Regions from separate parts of the Mus musculus genome. Here region 1 is linked to region 2. A link is a contact called in public promoter capture Hi-C data. All regions are on one chromosome and are shown on one strand. Each heading gives the region's core, a stretch centred on a gene start, on an enhancer-like site or on the middle of the called end of the contact. The rest is flanking DNA. Distances are from core to core; before and after follow the strand shown. Region 1 holds the start of Zpr1 (ZPR1 zinc finger). Region 2 holds the start of Ube4a (ubiquitination factor E4A).

Evidence for each region. Capture Hi-C pulls out chosen DNA fragments and counts their contacts.
Region 1: a contact with region 2 is called in a promoter capture Hi-C map of liver, with 2.8 times the contacts expected there. The contact joins the promoter of Zpr1 here to the promoter of Ube4a in region 2. A contact is called at or near these places in 3 of 39 promoter capture datasets (hippocampal neurons, liver and pre-B cells), 1 of 484 Hi-C or Micro-C datasets (B cells) and 1 of 9 other capture datasets (liver).

Annotation. Positions count from the first base shown.
Region 1 is chr9:46,269,372-46,276,664 of GRCm38.p6, forward strand. Zpr1 (ZPR1 zinc finger) reads left to right here and starts at 3,693. Exons shown (of 14, transcript NM_011752.2): 1 at 3,693-3,996; 2 at 4,107-4,268; 3 at 4,685-4,775; 4 at 5,286-5,356; 5 at 5,993-6,079; 6 at 6,360-6,482; 7 at 6,829-6,876; 8 at 7,041-7,107. The coding sequence starts at 3,826. It overlaps Apoa5 (apolipoprotein A-V), which reads left to right. Exons shown (of 4, transcript NM_080434.4): 4 at 397-2,550. The coding sequence ends at 1,363.
Region 2 is chr9:44,963,532-44,970,849 of GRCm38.p6, forward strand. It overlaps Ube4a (ubiquitination factor E4A), which reads right to left and starts at 2,069. Exons shown (of 21, transcript NM_001346698.1): 1 at 1,954-2,069. Cd3g (CD3 antigen, gamma polypeptide) reads right to left here. Exons shown (of 7, transcript NM_009850.2): 6 at 7,160-7,242; 7 at 6,041-6,386. The coding sequence ends at 7,177.

The DNA.
Region 1 (7,293 bases), core at 2,443-4,942, 1.3 Mb after region 2:
CTGTGGGATGATCCCTTGGCTCTGTGGTTAACATGGAAGCTGAAGGAACCAGCCCTGCCTATAGAACCAAACACACCTCAGTCATCTTGGGCACCCTCTTGTCCAAGTTTCTCCTGCCCATGGCACCTGAGATTAGCATGCCACAGAATGACAAGATGGTGTGAATCTTGGCGTGTGTGTGTGACACCTTCTTGGATGGTATTGTAAGACCGAATGCCATTTTGTGTTCTGAATGTAACAATGAAGTTGGCTGGGGTCAGGACTAAAGACCAGGCTCTGGGGCCACTCCTCCTGTCCTGGCTTCTGCAAAATATTAGTGTCCCACAGCTTTGGGGAAAGGGAGATTTCAATGCTAGCAGTCTAATGGCCTGATTCTCTGTCTTTCTCCTTCTCCAGGAACCTGAAAGGCAGCTTCGAGCAAGACCTCTACAATATGAACAATTACCTAGAAAAGCTGGGACCCTTGAGAGGGCCTGGGAAGGAGCCTCCTCTGCTGGCCCAGGACCCAGAAGGCATTCGGAAACAGCTGCAGCAGGAGCTGGGGGAAGTGAGCTCGCGCCTGGAGCCCTACATGGCTGCGAAGCACCAGCAGGTAGGCTGGAACTTGGAGGGCCTGAGGCAGCAGTTGAAACCCTACACGGCGGAGCTGATGGAGCAGGTGGGCCTGAGTGTGCAGGAGCTGCAGGAGCAGCTGCGCGTGGTGGGAGAAGACACCAAGGCTCAGCTCCTGGGGGGCGTGGACGAGGCGCTGAACCTGCTGCAGGACATGCAGAGTCGAGTGCTGCACCATACCGACCGAGTCAAAGAGCTCTTCCACCCTTACGCAGAACGCTTGGTGACTGGAATTGGGCACCACGTGCAGGAGCTGCACCGCAGTGTCGCTCCTCACGCAGCTGCCAGCCCCGCGCGACTCAGTCGCTGCGTGCAGACTCTGTCCCACAAACTCACACGTAAGGCGAAGGACCTGCACACCAGCATCCAACGCAACCTGGACCAGCTGCGCGATGAGCTCAGTGCCTTCATCCGCGTCAGCACAGATGGGGCGGAAGATGGAGATTCCCTGGACCCTCAGGCTCTCTCCGAGGAGGTCCGCCAGAGACTGCAGGCTTTTCGGCATGACACCTACCTGCAGATTGCTGCATTTACTCAGGCCATTGACCAGGAGACAGAGGAAATTCAGCACCAGCTAGCCCCACCCCCGCCTAGCCACAGCGCCTTCGCTCCTGAGCTGGGACACTCAGACAGTAATAAGGCCCTGAGCAGACTGCAGAGCCGACTGGACGACCTGTGGGAAGATATTGCCTATGGCCTTCAAGACCAGGGTCATAGTCATTTGAGTGACCCTGAGGGTCACTCCGGTTAACCCTCCAGCTCATTGTCTGGACCCTGAGCCGCTAGCATGGTCTATTAGGCAGAGGGTGGAGGGTCCTGCACACCACCAAAGGTGCTGCTGTCCCAACCTACCCAGCCTCCTCAACTCCCCTACTCAGGGGCATTACACTCAGTAGGCTTTGCAAACCCAGCTTCTGGTACTCATTTGGCAATCCTAAGTAGCAAGAGTGAGGTGACAGGAGTGGGAGATGGTGTGTGGGGTGACTGACCGCAAGCCAGTGCTTGACCGTGCTGGAAACCCATGCCACTACAACCTGGAGTTGGGCTCCTGTTAATTCTCGCAGCCTGGTGCTGGCTGTTACAGTTGGTCCATGGAGAGGAACTCCTGTCTCCCCAGGGTTGTCATGAGAGCTTTTGTTGGAAGGGAGCAGGAGGAGAGCATGATGCAGAGAACATGTGATGGAGTGTGTACGTCCCTGCCAGTGGTCCTGCTGGTGGGTCCAGTGATGGGACCGGGCAGAGCCCCTATTTCCTTAGAGAACTCTGAATCCAGATAAGGAACTGAGCCATCCACACGATGAAGGAGGGCTTCTAAAAAAATCCTGTACAGAACAAACTGTGTGCCTTCCTCATCATACAGTCCCTACCTCCTGACTCTCAGGGTGGAACTGACTTTTGGTTGGAATGAAATAGATGCTCGTGATGGAACGTTGTTGGTCTGGCGTGACTCTCATTGGACCATGTCTGAGAGCAATTGTTTCCCCTCTGTCTCAGAACACACCCACCATCCACTTGTACCCCTCACTTGCTCTTTCTGTCTCTTTTCCATTCTTGGTCCACTCTGGGCGAGTTCTGCCGTAGGACTCCTGGCTAGACAATGGCTGTCACATTTGATGGGGTTGGGTGGGGAGGAGGCTGTCTTGTTCCACAGTCTACGGATCACAGGACAGCGTGGATTAATTCTCGCAGCCTGGTGCTGGCTGTTACAGTTGGTCCACGGAGAGGAACTCCTGTCTCCCCAGGGCTGTCATGAGAGCTTTTGTTGGAAGGGAGCAGGAGGAGAGCATGATGCAGAGAACATGTGATGGAGTGTGTAATGGGGAAACATGCTCTCCCTGAAATCCCTGAAGGATCCCCTTACCCTTGGTCCCATGTTCCAGATTCCTCATGCCTGCTTGACTCTCTTCTTGGGATTGATAAAAACTCTCTCTTTGAGACAGATCTCACTACAGAGTATTTGCTGGCCTGGAATACATTATGTAGATCAGGTTAGCCTCACATTAATAGAGATCAACTTGCCTCTGTCTCCTAAGTACTAGGGTTAACAACATGCTCGGAGACCTAAGAACTCTTAACTCTCTTTCGTATACACACTCACTCAGATATCAAAGATCGCCAGGGACCAGTGAAACAAGACAGGGGCGGGGAAGGAAAGCCCAGCTCAGCACCCTTTCTTCCCAGCTCAGCCTTCTCTGCACAGGATGCTCGATACCTCCCCACTACAGATCCTCTGTGAAGCTGCACTCCACGCAACCACACCCTTGTTACCCTCAATCCTGTAGATAGAGTCAGTGTCAGCCATGTGACTGGGTTGTGGTCCAAGACTTAGAGAGGAAGCGCTAGAAAGGAAATTTGAAAAAACCCGATAAAGTAGGGTGTTTTGTTAGGAAACAAGGAGAGATTAAGACAGCGAATGCGGTGGGGGGAATGAGAAAAATGAGTAAAAAGAAGAGCAGTGTATTTAGAGTTAGGGGCGGTGTTTAAAAGGACAGAAGTGAGGAGCTGGGGGAAAGAGAGTCAGGGAGGGGAGAAGCTAGATAACAGGAGAGGGGACCCAGGCAAGGTCTGGCCACAGTTTTTTTTTTTTAATTATTTATTTTATTTATTATATGTAACTATACTGTAGCTGTCTTCAGACACTCCAGAAGAGGGAGTCAGATCTCCTTACCGATGGTTGTGAGCCACCATGTGGTTGTTGGGATTTGAACTCGGAACTTTGGACCTTTGGAAGACCAGTCGGGTGCTCTTACCCACTGAGCCATCTCACCAGCCCGTGGGGGCACAGCCTAGGCGATTCCAAAGCAACCGGGGCATTTTACATAGACCTGGAGTCCTGGGGACAAACAGGCTACCCGTATAGAGAAGCCACAACTAGCGAGCTACTCACGAGTAGCTGTCTTCAGACACACCAGAAGAGGGCGTCAGACCCCATTATGAATGGTTGTGAGCCAACATGTGATTGTTGGGATTTGAACTCAGGATCTTTGGAAGAGCAGTCAGTGCTCTTACCCGATGAGCCATCTCTCCAGCCCAGTGTGGGTCTTCTCTAGTTACGGAAGTGCAGTCTAGGAACCGGAAGTCTTTGTCAGAGACTGACCTAGGAAACGCAGGGTCTGCGGCCTCTTTAAGAAGGGGCGGGAACAGGGGCTGGAGGAAGTGAGGTCGCAGGGGCCGCGGAAGCCGGAAGCCGCCGCGGGAGCAACGCGTGGGGAGATGTCTGCCAGCGGGGCTGTGCAGCCGGGACACCCGGGGGCCGCCGTCGGGCCCTCGCCCGCTGCGGCTGCGTCACCAGCCACCGGGCCTTTGTTCCGGCCCCTCAGCGCCGAGGATGAGGAGCAACAGCCCACCGAGATCGAGTCACTGTGCATGAACTGTTACCGGAACGTGAGTCTGAGCCCGGGGAACCACCCAGCCGTGCACCCAGAGGCAGCTCTGGCGTACAGGGTGTAAACAAGCTGAAGTCATTCTCCCCAACGCCGCTTCTGCTTCCCTAGGGCACGACGCGACTTCTGCTCACCAAGATCCCCTTCTTTAGAGAAATCATCGTGAGCTCCTTTTCCTGCGAACACTGTGGCTGGAACAACACGGAGATCCAGTCTGCAGGCAGGATCCAGGACCAGGGAGTGCGCTACACCTTGACCGTGAGAAGCCAAGAGGTGAGCGCAGACCAGAGAAGGTACCCCCACGGTTTCAGAGAGCGCACTGGGGGTCAGAGCCCCCAATCGGACCATCAGCCCTTCACCAGACCTGTCCCAAGCCCTTAGTGTCGTCCTTTGACAGTGGTGTCGGTGGTGCTGGCCTCGGTTCTGCTGCTTTGAGTGGTGAACGTGCTTTGCGAATTTTGTGGGAGTGATGGGATTTATGTGGAAGAGCTGGGCTTTGTGGGTGGTGTTCTTACCTTCTGGGTAGTCAGGCTGACACCATGTGTACTATCCTGAAGTAGTTTGGACTCTTCTGAATGGAAGGCGGGAAGAAGAAAGATCTGGGTTGGCATCTGATGGAGAGATGGTCTGGTTATTTCCCAAGCTTTATTGCTGACCTCTTTAGCTAGAACGGTTTGCTTTCTGTCCAGGACATGAACAGAGAAGTGGTAAAGACAGACTCTGCCACCACAAGGATCCCCGAGCTGGATTTTGAGATTCCAGCCTTCAGCCAGAAGGGAGGTGAGTTTTAAGATCAGGTGTGTGAGGTGTGTGAGCTGTTCACAAGCTGAGATGTTTCCTATTTTCTTTCAAAGCCTGGTCCAGGTCACGCCTAGTGGCTTGTGTTTGGTCATTTAATTATAGTGGATTTTCATGTTTTAATGTGAGTAAAAAGTTATAGTTAATCTCTCTCTCTCTTTTGTTTTGTTTTGTTTTGTTTTGTTGGTTTTTAGGGTTTCCCTATGTAGCCCTGGCTGTCCTGGAACTCACTCTGTAGACTAGGCTGGCCTCAAACTCGGAAATCTGCCTGCCTCTGCCTCCCAAGTGCTGGGATCAAAGGCCTGCACCACCACTGCCCGTCTAATTAAATCTCTTAAGAGTCCAGTAGTGAGACAGACCACGGTGTGCTTAGTTTAGAGCTTTATAGATGAGGAGAAGGAGGCCTGCAGAGTTCAGGGAAAGTGTTGAGGGTCACACAGACAAGTGATAGCACGTCAGCACTCACTTGTCTCATGTTTCATTTACCACAAGCTCTGACCACTGTTGAAGGACTCATCAGCCGTGCGATCTCTGGCCTGGAACAGGATCAGCCCACACGACGGGTGAGTAGGGATGAGTCAAACTGTATCAGACCAAATGTTGGGGAACTTTTTGATTGAGCACATAAAGGAGCTAGTTCTCCATGTTGTGCTGTCCCCAGCCCACGTCTCGGTGTGCCCTCCTGCACTTCAGATAATGTCACATTATCTTGAAGAGTCTTCGGCTTCTCTACAGCTTCCTGAGGATTCTTTTATATCTGTACTTGTTATTATAGAAATAATGTCATTGCACATTGCTGCTGTCTGTCTCTAACTGGCTAGAGAGGCATAACAGAATTTTGGATTTTTAAAGGAATTTCTTTTTAATTATGTGTTATGTGCCCGTGTGATGTAAGATGTAAATGTGATGGCAGATACCTTTGTGAGCCAGAAGCAACAGTTCCCCACTGTTACAACAGTTCCCCACTGAGACGAAGTTACAGTGCAGTGGAATAATAAATAAGAAAATAAGCCCGCCTCCTAACCCCCAGCATCGTTTATAAACTTCAGATGAGCTTCTTGTGTCTCACTATAAAATTCAGGTCCCTGTGCTCCCAGTCTAAGTGGATGTTAAGGATCTGACTGGAGGGATATGGCTGTTGGAGGGTTGGGGTGTGGGGTGTACTGCCAAGTCTGCAGTTTTCATCCTGTTCCTGACAGGCAGTGGAAGGTGCCATCGCAGAGAGAATTGATGAGTTCATTGGCAAACTGAAGGACCTAAAGCAAATGGCTTCCCCTTTCACACTGGTAAGTACTGGGCTACTGCAGCCACTTTCAGTGTAAGGAGGAGGCGAGCATCCCTTGGCACTGACTGATGCTGGTAACCATGGAGCTTGGCAAGTGGAAGAGGTAAGAAGATCAAGAGTTTGGACTCATCCTTGACTTCATAGCACGGTATAGGCCAGGCTAGGCTATGCTGAAGCCCAACCTAAAGATAAAAAAGTGGAGCAGGATTTTTCTAGTGTGTTCTGGCGCTGGATGGAAGTTATATATGGTTTATCTTACTCTCTCCTCTCTTATTTGTCAGGTCATTGATGATCCCTCGGGAAACAGCTTTGTAGAAAACCCACATGCTCCCCAGAAAGATAATGCCTTGGTGATCACATACTATGACCGAACCCCACAGCAAGCTGAGATGCTGGGGCTCCAAGTAAGTGGACTGATTAAGTCAGAGGGATGCTCTGGGGCTGCCCTGTGTTCTGGGTCCTGAAGTCACTGAAGTCACTTTGCTATTGCTGCCACCATCATCCAATGCATCCTGTCTCGGCCTTTTATCACGCTCACAAAGCAGGTGTCAGTCACAGGAACCCAGCCTTGAGCCCCGTCTTTCTCTTGTCTGGGGATTTGCTTTGGCTTCTCTATCCATCTGTCCTTTGAGGTGTCCTTTGGTACCTTACAGGGAACAAAGGCATTCTCTCCCTCTTTAAGTAGGGCAGGGCTCTACTGTAGGCTGAGGTCTATCTGCCAACTTGTGGTTTGGGCCTCTGTTCTTTCAGGCAGAAGCACCAGAGGAGAAGGCGGAAGAGGAAGACCTTAGAAACGAAGTGAGTGGTGCTGGCTCCCTTTGAAGACCATAGTGGAGTTGTGGGTAGAGACTGACGAATGTCCAGTGTGTCACCATCACAGCTCACATGGGTGACCACCTGCGGGATGTCTTCAGCTCGAAGGGGTGGGGATGCTCAGTCTGTGCCCCTATATTATGTCCTAGGTGCTCCAGTTCAACACTAACTGCCCAGAGTGCAACGCTCCGGCTCAGACCAACATGAAGCTTGTCCGTATCTTTCAGCAGGCAATTGGGTTGCTCTTCAGCTGACTCGGGCATGAACGTTATATTACAGACGGGAGCCTTCCCTTCAGGGAAAGCCAGTGCTTTATCCTCAGTGGTGAGGATGAACCTTTAATGAAGCTACATACTGCATACCTGGCTTCTGAGTGTGGCCAGGTCTCCGTGTTTGTGAGCA
Region 2 (7,318 bases), core at 819-3,318:
GTGCATACCTGTAATCCTTGCACTTGGGAAGTGAAAACAGGAGGATCTTGATGTCAAGGCCAGCCTGAGCTACACAGTGAGACCCTGACTCAGAAATAAATAAGTAAGAGGTTGAAGAAATGACTCTACCAGAGTACCAGAGTCTGGATCCCAGTACCTGAAACAGGGCAGCTCACAAATGCCTGCAACTCCAACTCCAGGGACCTGACAACTCCTGCTCTCTGTGGGCATCCACACACTCTTACAGGTACACATCCATAAAAAAATAGATTCTTTAATAGGAAAGAAAGAAAGTGAGAGAGGGGAAGAAACAAAGAGATTAAGAGAGAGAGGAAGAGAAGGAAGGTAGGGAGAGAGAGAGAGAGAGAAAGAAAGAGAAATGGCTCAGTGGTTAAGAGTACTTGCTGTTCTTTTAGAGGACCACAGTTTAGTTTCTAGCACCCATGTCGGGCAGCTTACAACTTTCTGTAACTACAGCTCTTGGGGATCCAATACCCTTTACTTTTGTGGGCAGCTGCACACATATGGCATGCATATATACAGAAACACATATGGAGACATAAGCAAAACTAAAAAAATTATCTTTAAAAAGAAACAGTAATAGTAATAATAAACCCAAATTCCTTGTTTTCAGTTGCCACACAGAAACACATCCACTTTCTTGATAGCTTTTGGGATGGCACAACTACCAGCCCCCCCAAGGCTTTTGGATTTGATTCATTTTTAGTAAGTAACTTCACTTTACATACCTGCTGCAAAAGTCTACATCTCTAGGAAGTGTCAACCATTGGACCCATACAATTCTCTCATTTTCTCCTGACTCAAGCTTCTACTTATATAGAGTGCTGCTAATCCTTTAAGGCCACTACTGGCTCCTGAGAGCATACAGATATTTTAAGATCATGTCCAATCCAGTTTTAAAGTAGAACTATTGGTAACACTGAAAAACAGATTGCTATAGCCAAGTTCTATGGCTAAGGTGGGGTTGGGTGTAGCTCTGTTCTAGAGCACTTAGTATGCACCAGGGCTTAGTTTATAACCCCAGCAACTCCCTACCCCAAGCCCAAATTACACTGTATTAAATTGTACTCCATAAAGTCTCTATTTTGGAATTTAAAAATGTTCCCAAAGTAACATGTCTACCTGGAAATACCTTCAGTGTTACATTAGGTGTCGTAACAAAAATCCTTGCAATACGTTTATCTGCAAGCTAGGATCTCATCAAGTGAAGCACATACACGTCCGAAAACAAAAAAAGAACACAACACAACAAACAAAACCGTCTCTAACAAACCCTGGCATTTCATCTTGGGCCCCATTTTATGTCTCTGGGACCAAAAAAGTCAATGACATTGAGACTTAACCCATTCTTGCTCTAGGAGACAAAAAAGAATCCTAAAAGGAACAATACTAAACACAAAACGTCTGACTCTATGGTCAATCTGAGAAATGTTTTCTCGACCAAGAAAAACTCGAGCAGAATCCAAAGAGCTACAGCTGGGAAGCCGTCACTCGCTTTAAAAGTCAACCTCTTGCTACACGCACCCTACTGGTTTGATTGCTATGAGTCGAGCTTCATTTTGTCTCCTTGGCATCTGGCACTGTCGTTCACTCTTCGTATTTTATCCTTTGGGGTTCAGTAACATTCATAGGCAGCAGGGAGACCCACCCACCCTGCGCAGGTCCTAGATAAAATAAGTCAAAAGACAGCCACAGCCCACACTCGGGCCTTTCCTAGCAGGGACTTGGCAAAGAAGAAGGGAATGTGCAGAGCCACCGGACGCCGGAGCACCGTAAGGGTTTCCAGATTAGACAGGGTCGAAGTTCAAGACGGACCCGGGTCAGGCAAGCAGTTGAGAACAGCAGGCATGCAGGGGCCTTGACTGGCAATTGCTTAGGAGAAAACCGGGTCGCAGCCTCAACACTCTCGTCCTCTTATACCTTGCCTCTTACCGGAGCCTGAAAGGGCAGGGACGACGACACCTCACAGCTACAGCGACCAAAAGGTTCTTACTTCCGACTCAGCAAGGCAACCGGAGCTGACATCATCGCTGAGCGCCGAGCCTGTTGGGTCTTTACCCCGCGCCGGAAGTAGGGCGGTGTCGGGCTTCGCTAATGACAGAGAAAACACCGAGGAGGCGCATGCGCACGTTTGCTGGCAGCTAGCGAGGGTGGGGGGCGGGCCGGAAGTGGCTTTGGGATTGGGCTAGGCAGCAGGGCGGGGCGGGGCAGGGTTGGCTATGACTGCGTGCTTTGAAGTTTTGTGGAATATGAAGCTAGACCTTGGAAATCCATCTCTTGAGGGCAGATACACTATTGTGGTGTCGGGCTCTGCACAGACTGTGACTTTTTGCTTTTTACGCTCCCTTCTGTCCTATGGCTTTTTGGAGCCGTTTCACTCGTTGTGGCTTAGAAGCAGTAACAATACCAACAAGGACAATGTATAAGACGTTTTGAGCAGGTATTAGGTGCCAGGCAGCGCGCTATTTTGGGTTGGTCTTAGATTTATCTATACAATGCTAACAGTATACAGCCTACAAGTCTGGTTAATTTTTAGTTTTTAATTTTGAAAAATATTTATGAGCATTGATTGGTGTTTTGCCTGTATGTATGTCTGTGTGAGGGTGTCAGATTCCCTGGATATGGAGTTACAGACAGTTGTGAGCTGCAATGTGGGTGCTAGGAATTGAATCTGGGTCGTCTGAGCCATTTCTCCAGCCTTGGTTCTTAGTTTTAGTAAGGAAAATGAAAATTAAAACTGTAGTGAGTGGGACACCGTGGGGCATGCTGTAATTCTAGCACTTGGTACATAGAGACAGGAGAATTGAGCATCCGAAGTCATCCTCTGCTATTCAGTGAGTTTGGACTAACCTAGGGTTACTTCAAACCAACCATCCAACCAACCAAAACCCTACCCTATTCTGAGATACCCCTTAAAAAAAATTATATTGGCACAGCTCAATACCTCAGCAAGAGATTGGTAGCATACATGCATAGGAGTACCAGGCACTTCTTTGCTGTACTTGATAGTGTATATCTATATAACTGCTATGAAGTGAGATTTAGTTTAATAAAATTACATGTTCAGATATTTTTCAATGATATCTTTTATTCTTATTTGTTACTAATACTTTACATATATTCTAAGTGACATTTATTGTTAAAGCTAGACCAAATCCCTAACAATGACCTACAAATAATGAGACAGGAGACAATCTTGTCTTAGACATGACCTCCCAAATGCAACAAAATCTATAAAATGGAATTTATCAAAAAGACTTTTGCATTTCAAAAGTCACCATTAAGAAAGTGAGGTTGGGGCAAAGATTAATATTATGTGTTGTGTAAAAAGCCATTGCTCTGAGCTGAAGAGATGACTCAGCGGTTAAGAGCACCGCCTTACTTTCCAAAGGAGGCAGGGTTCAGATTTCAGCATGCACCTAGCAGCTAGAATCACTAACTCCACTCTCAGGGATACAATGCCCTCTTCTGGCCTCCATTGGCTCTGCATGCCCATTGTGCAAAGATAGACCAACAGCCCTAACACCCATATACACAAAATAAAAATAATACAAAATAAATGTTAATGTGGCTATATTGAAGTAGTGACAAATATTGTTGAAAATTCAAGATTCATAAAAACAAAAAGCTGTCATGTCAGTAGGGATGTAAAACGATGCTGTTAGTTTAGAAAAGAATTTGGCTGTTTCTTTAAGAGCTAAAAGTGAATTTGCCATATGATCTTCATTCCTAGGTCTTTACTCCAGAGAAATGAAATTATAGTTGCATAAAGAGCCTTGCACGCTGGGCTGTGGTGGTGTAAGCCTTTAATTCCAGCCCTTGGAGACAGGGCAGATGGATCTCTGTGAGTTTGGGGCCAGCCTCATATACAGAGAGAGTTCCAGGACAGCTAGGGCTACACAGAGAAACTGAGTCTTGAAAAAACCAAAATAAAAACAAAATAGAACATTTCAAAAGAATCCTCATTGCAGCAGTGCTTATAATAGCCGAGAAGTGAAACCATCATGTGTCCTTTGACTGGGGAATGGACAAGCAGTGGACTGCCCATGAAATGGCTTTTCAGCAAGAAGAAACAAAATACACATATACTTGGAGTTCAAGGCTAGATAGATAGCAGGACCTGTGGGAAGCCACATATGCCATTACAAGGTGACGCTGGCTACCACTGGCCACCACGCATACGGTTGGGTAAACAACCAATGTGTACATATGCAATAACGTTTTTTGCCAAGACACTGCCTGGCCCGGGCATGATAATGAGGTTCTGTGAGGTACTGAGAGTATAACCAATCAGGTGTGAGGCATGCAAATGAGGTAGAATGCATAACCAATCCGGGTGTGAGACACGCCTCTCCTAGGCCTATATAAGCAGCACCAGTGCTGGGCTTGGGGTTTCGCCTCTGCAATCAAGCTCTCCCAATAAAGAAAAAGAAAACTTGAAGAGACAGAGACTTGTGGCTGCTTGGGGTTGAGAGTCAGCATAAGGACTATTAAAACAGTGGTGGTGATGTTTTCAACCTGAATTATGATGGGGCAAATTACTAAAAACTGCTGAGAACAGGTGAAATCACTTAAAATTGGCAAATATTATCATAGGCTAATTATATATCATACAGGCTTCTTTTTTTTTTTTGGTTTTTTTTTTTTTTTGGTTTTTTTTTTTTTTTGGTTTTTTTTTTTTTTTTTTTTGGTTTTTCGAGATCTAACTCCTTCTGGCCTCATAAAGCACCAGGCATACATGTGATACACATACATGCTGGCAAACACCAAAACCATAAAATAAAACGTCAAGAATGAAACCTGTGAGCCCTGCGTGGTGGCGCACGCCTTTAATCCCAGCACTTGGGAGGCAGAGGCAGAGGCAGAGGCAGGCAGATTTCTGAGTTCCAGGCCAGCCTGGTCTACAAAGTGAGTGCCAGGACAGCCAGGGCTACACAGAGAAACCCTGTCTCAAAAAAACCAAAACAAACAAAACATTCTAAGTTTTAATGTTTGCTGGGTTCTTACGCAGGTCATAATTCAGTGGGCCAGTGCAGCAGTGAGGTGGCACATCAAGAAAAAGTATCTGCCACACAAATGTGACAACCTGAGCCCAATCCCCTGAGAAACAGAAAAAGAGAACCCACTCCACCATGTTGTACAGAGGCTGGAAGCTTCCAGGACTAGGCCTAGGATAGCAGACAGAGGCAGTAAGGCTTAGAGACGACAATCACATCACATGAATAAAAGTTACTTTTACAGGTGCTGGGGATTGAACCCAGGTCTCTTGGAAGAGCAGCCAGTGCTCTTAAGCACTGAGCCATCGCTTCAGCCCTCCAAAGGGAGTTCTTCACACATGCGTTGTTGTTTCAGCTATGTCTCCACATCATTTTGTTCCAGGTAGCAAGTGAAGTCATGCCTGGCAAACAGGCAGCACAAACTGTGCTTTAAGTAAAATGCTACAATCAATCAATCCTTAGCCAGTAATTGGTCTTGTCTACTTTATCCTTCATAATCTTCAGGTTGGATTAGGAGAAAATTCAAGATATATAGTGTTATATCATAGTGTGAGACATAGGGGAAAGGAGAATAAAGTGTACTTGAGAACTTTTCTTATATGCTTAGTATACACCTAAGAACATATGTAAGAAGCTCACTTGCCTGTGGGGAAGGCTACTCTGTGGCTGGACACTCCGGTGGAAGGAGACCTTTCACTGCATATGTGATTCACTGAGTAGTAGTAGTTGTTGTTATTATTATCATTGTTATGCTTTTACTTATTGTTATTACTATAGTGTGTGTGTGATGCGTATGCATGGGGTGTGCATATTCTTCAAGTGTATGTGGAGGTAAGAGAACAACATGGTGGAGTGGGTTCTCTTTTTCTGCTTCTCAGGGGATTGGGCTCAGGTTGTCACATTTGTGTGGCAGATACTTTTTCTTGATGTGCCACCTCACTGCTGCACTGGCCCACTGAATTATGACCTGCGTAAGAACCCAGCAAACATTAAAAAAAGAAATGTCTATTTGGATAGAGAGGTAGGTTATACTTGATCTTTTAATTTTGTCATTTACAATTTTCCCAGTAGGGGGCACTCTGCAAACACCACACTGTGCTTGTTTTCCTTCACTGAATTTTTTTGGGGGGTCTGGGGGTGGGGTGCTGAGAACCCCAAACAAGGTTGACAAGTGCTCCACTTCTGAGTCATACCACTGGCTCCTCCAAGCTTTTATTTTATTTTGAAAAAAAAAAAAAAAAGACCAAAATTTCTTTGACAGTTCTTCCTCTCTGCTTGCAGTCTACCTGTAGGGTTGAAAATCTCTCTACTGGGCTCTCTCCAAAATGCATTGTTTTGATTCTGGGTGCTGGATAGAAGGGGGGACACCTAGAACGAGAAAGAAAATTTGCAACTGGTCAGAAAGCTCATTAACGTTCTCAATTCTGTCTTCCTAACTGAAACTTGGGATGAACTGACAGAATCAGAAATTCTGATTGGTTGATTAAAAAGTTAATAAAGGTTTTTAGTTTTAGTTTTCTCTCTCCCTCTCCTTCCCTCCCTGAACTTTTTTTTTTGAGGGGGGAGTGTGGGGAGAGACTGGAACTTTCTACTAGACCAAGCTAGCCAGGAACTCACAGAACTCTGCTTTCAGAGGACTGTAATTAAAGGTGTGTTCCACCACACCTACGTTTCGGTCTTTGGTTCTTAATGGCCATTCTGCCTTAGACATTAGGTAGTGTCTAACACATTTTTGTTTATCACACTGGGGGCGGGGGAGTGAGTACCAGTGCCATCAGGTAGATAATGGCCAAGGACATTGCTATAATGGGCAGGACAGTCCTTCATCACAAAGAAAATCTGTGGATGTTTGAGAGAACTTAATGAAGTTAAGAACAATGCTCAGCATCTGTGGGCTTGAGGCCCTGCTCTCAGAGGACCCACAGATGCACACAGCACCCGTGCATTCTTAGGTCGAGACAGTCAGTCCTGGTACCAGTGTCTTTAAAAAAGAGACTCCACAGTCAACTCCCTGCCCCTTTTCATCCCTATTGGAAGAAGAGGTTTGGCAGCAGCTAGGAAGCATGTGGAGCCCGCAGGGGATCAGCGATGCAGAGCCTGCAGGGGCACTGCCCAGGATCAGCGGTGAGGATCACACGTACCCTGAGTCCTGCTGAGTTCACTTCTTCCTCAGTTGGTTTCCTTGGAGATGGCTGTACTGGTCATATTCCCGGTCCTTGAGGGGCTGAAGAGGACAATAGCAGCATCAACTTATTGTTCTGTCATTAATTAATGTCATTGTGCATTATTACATATTGAAT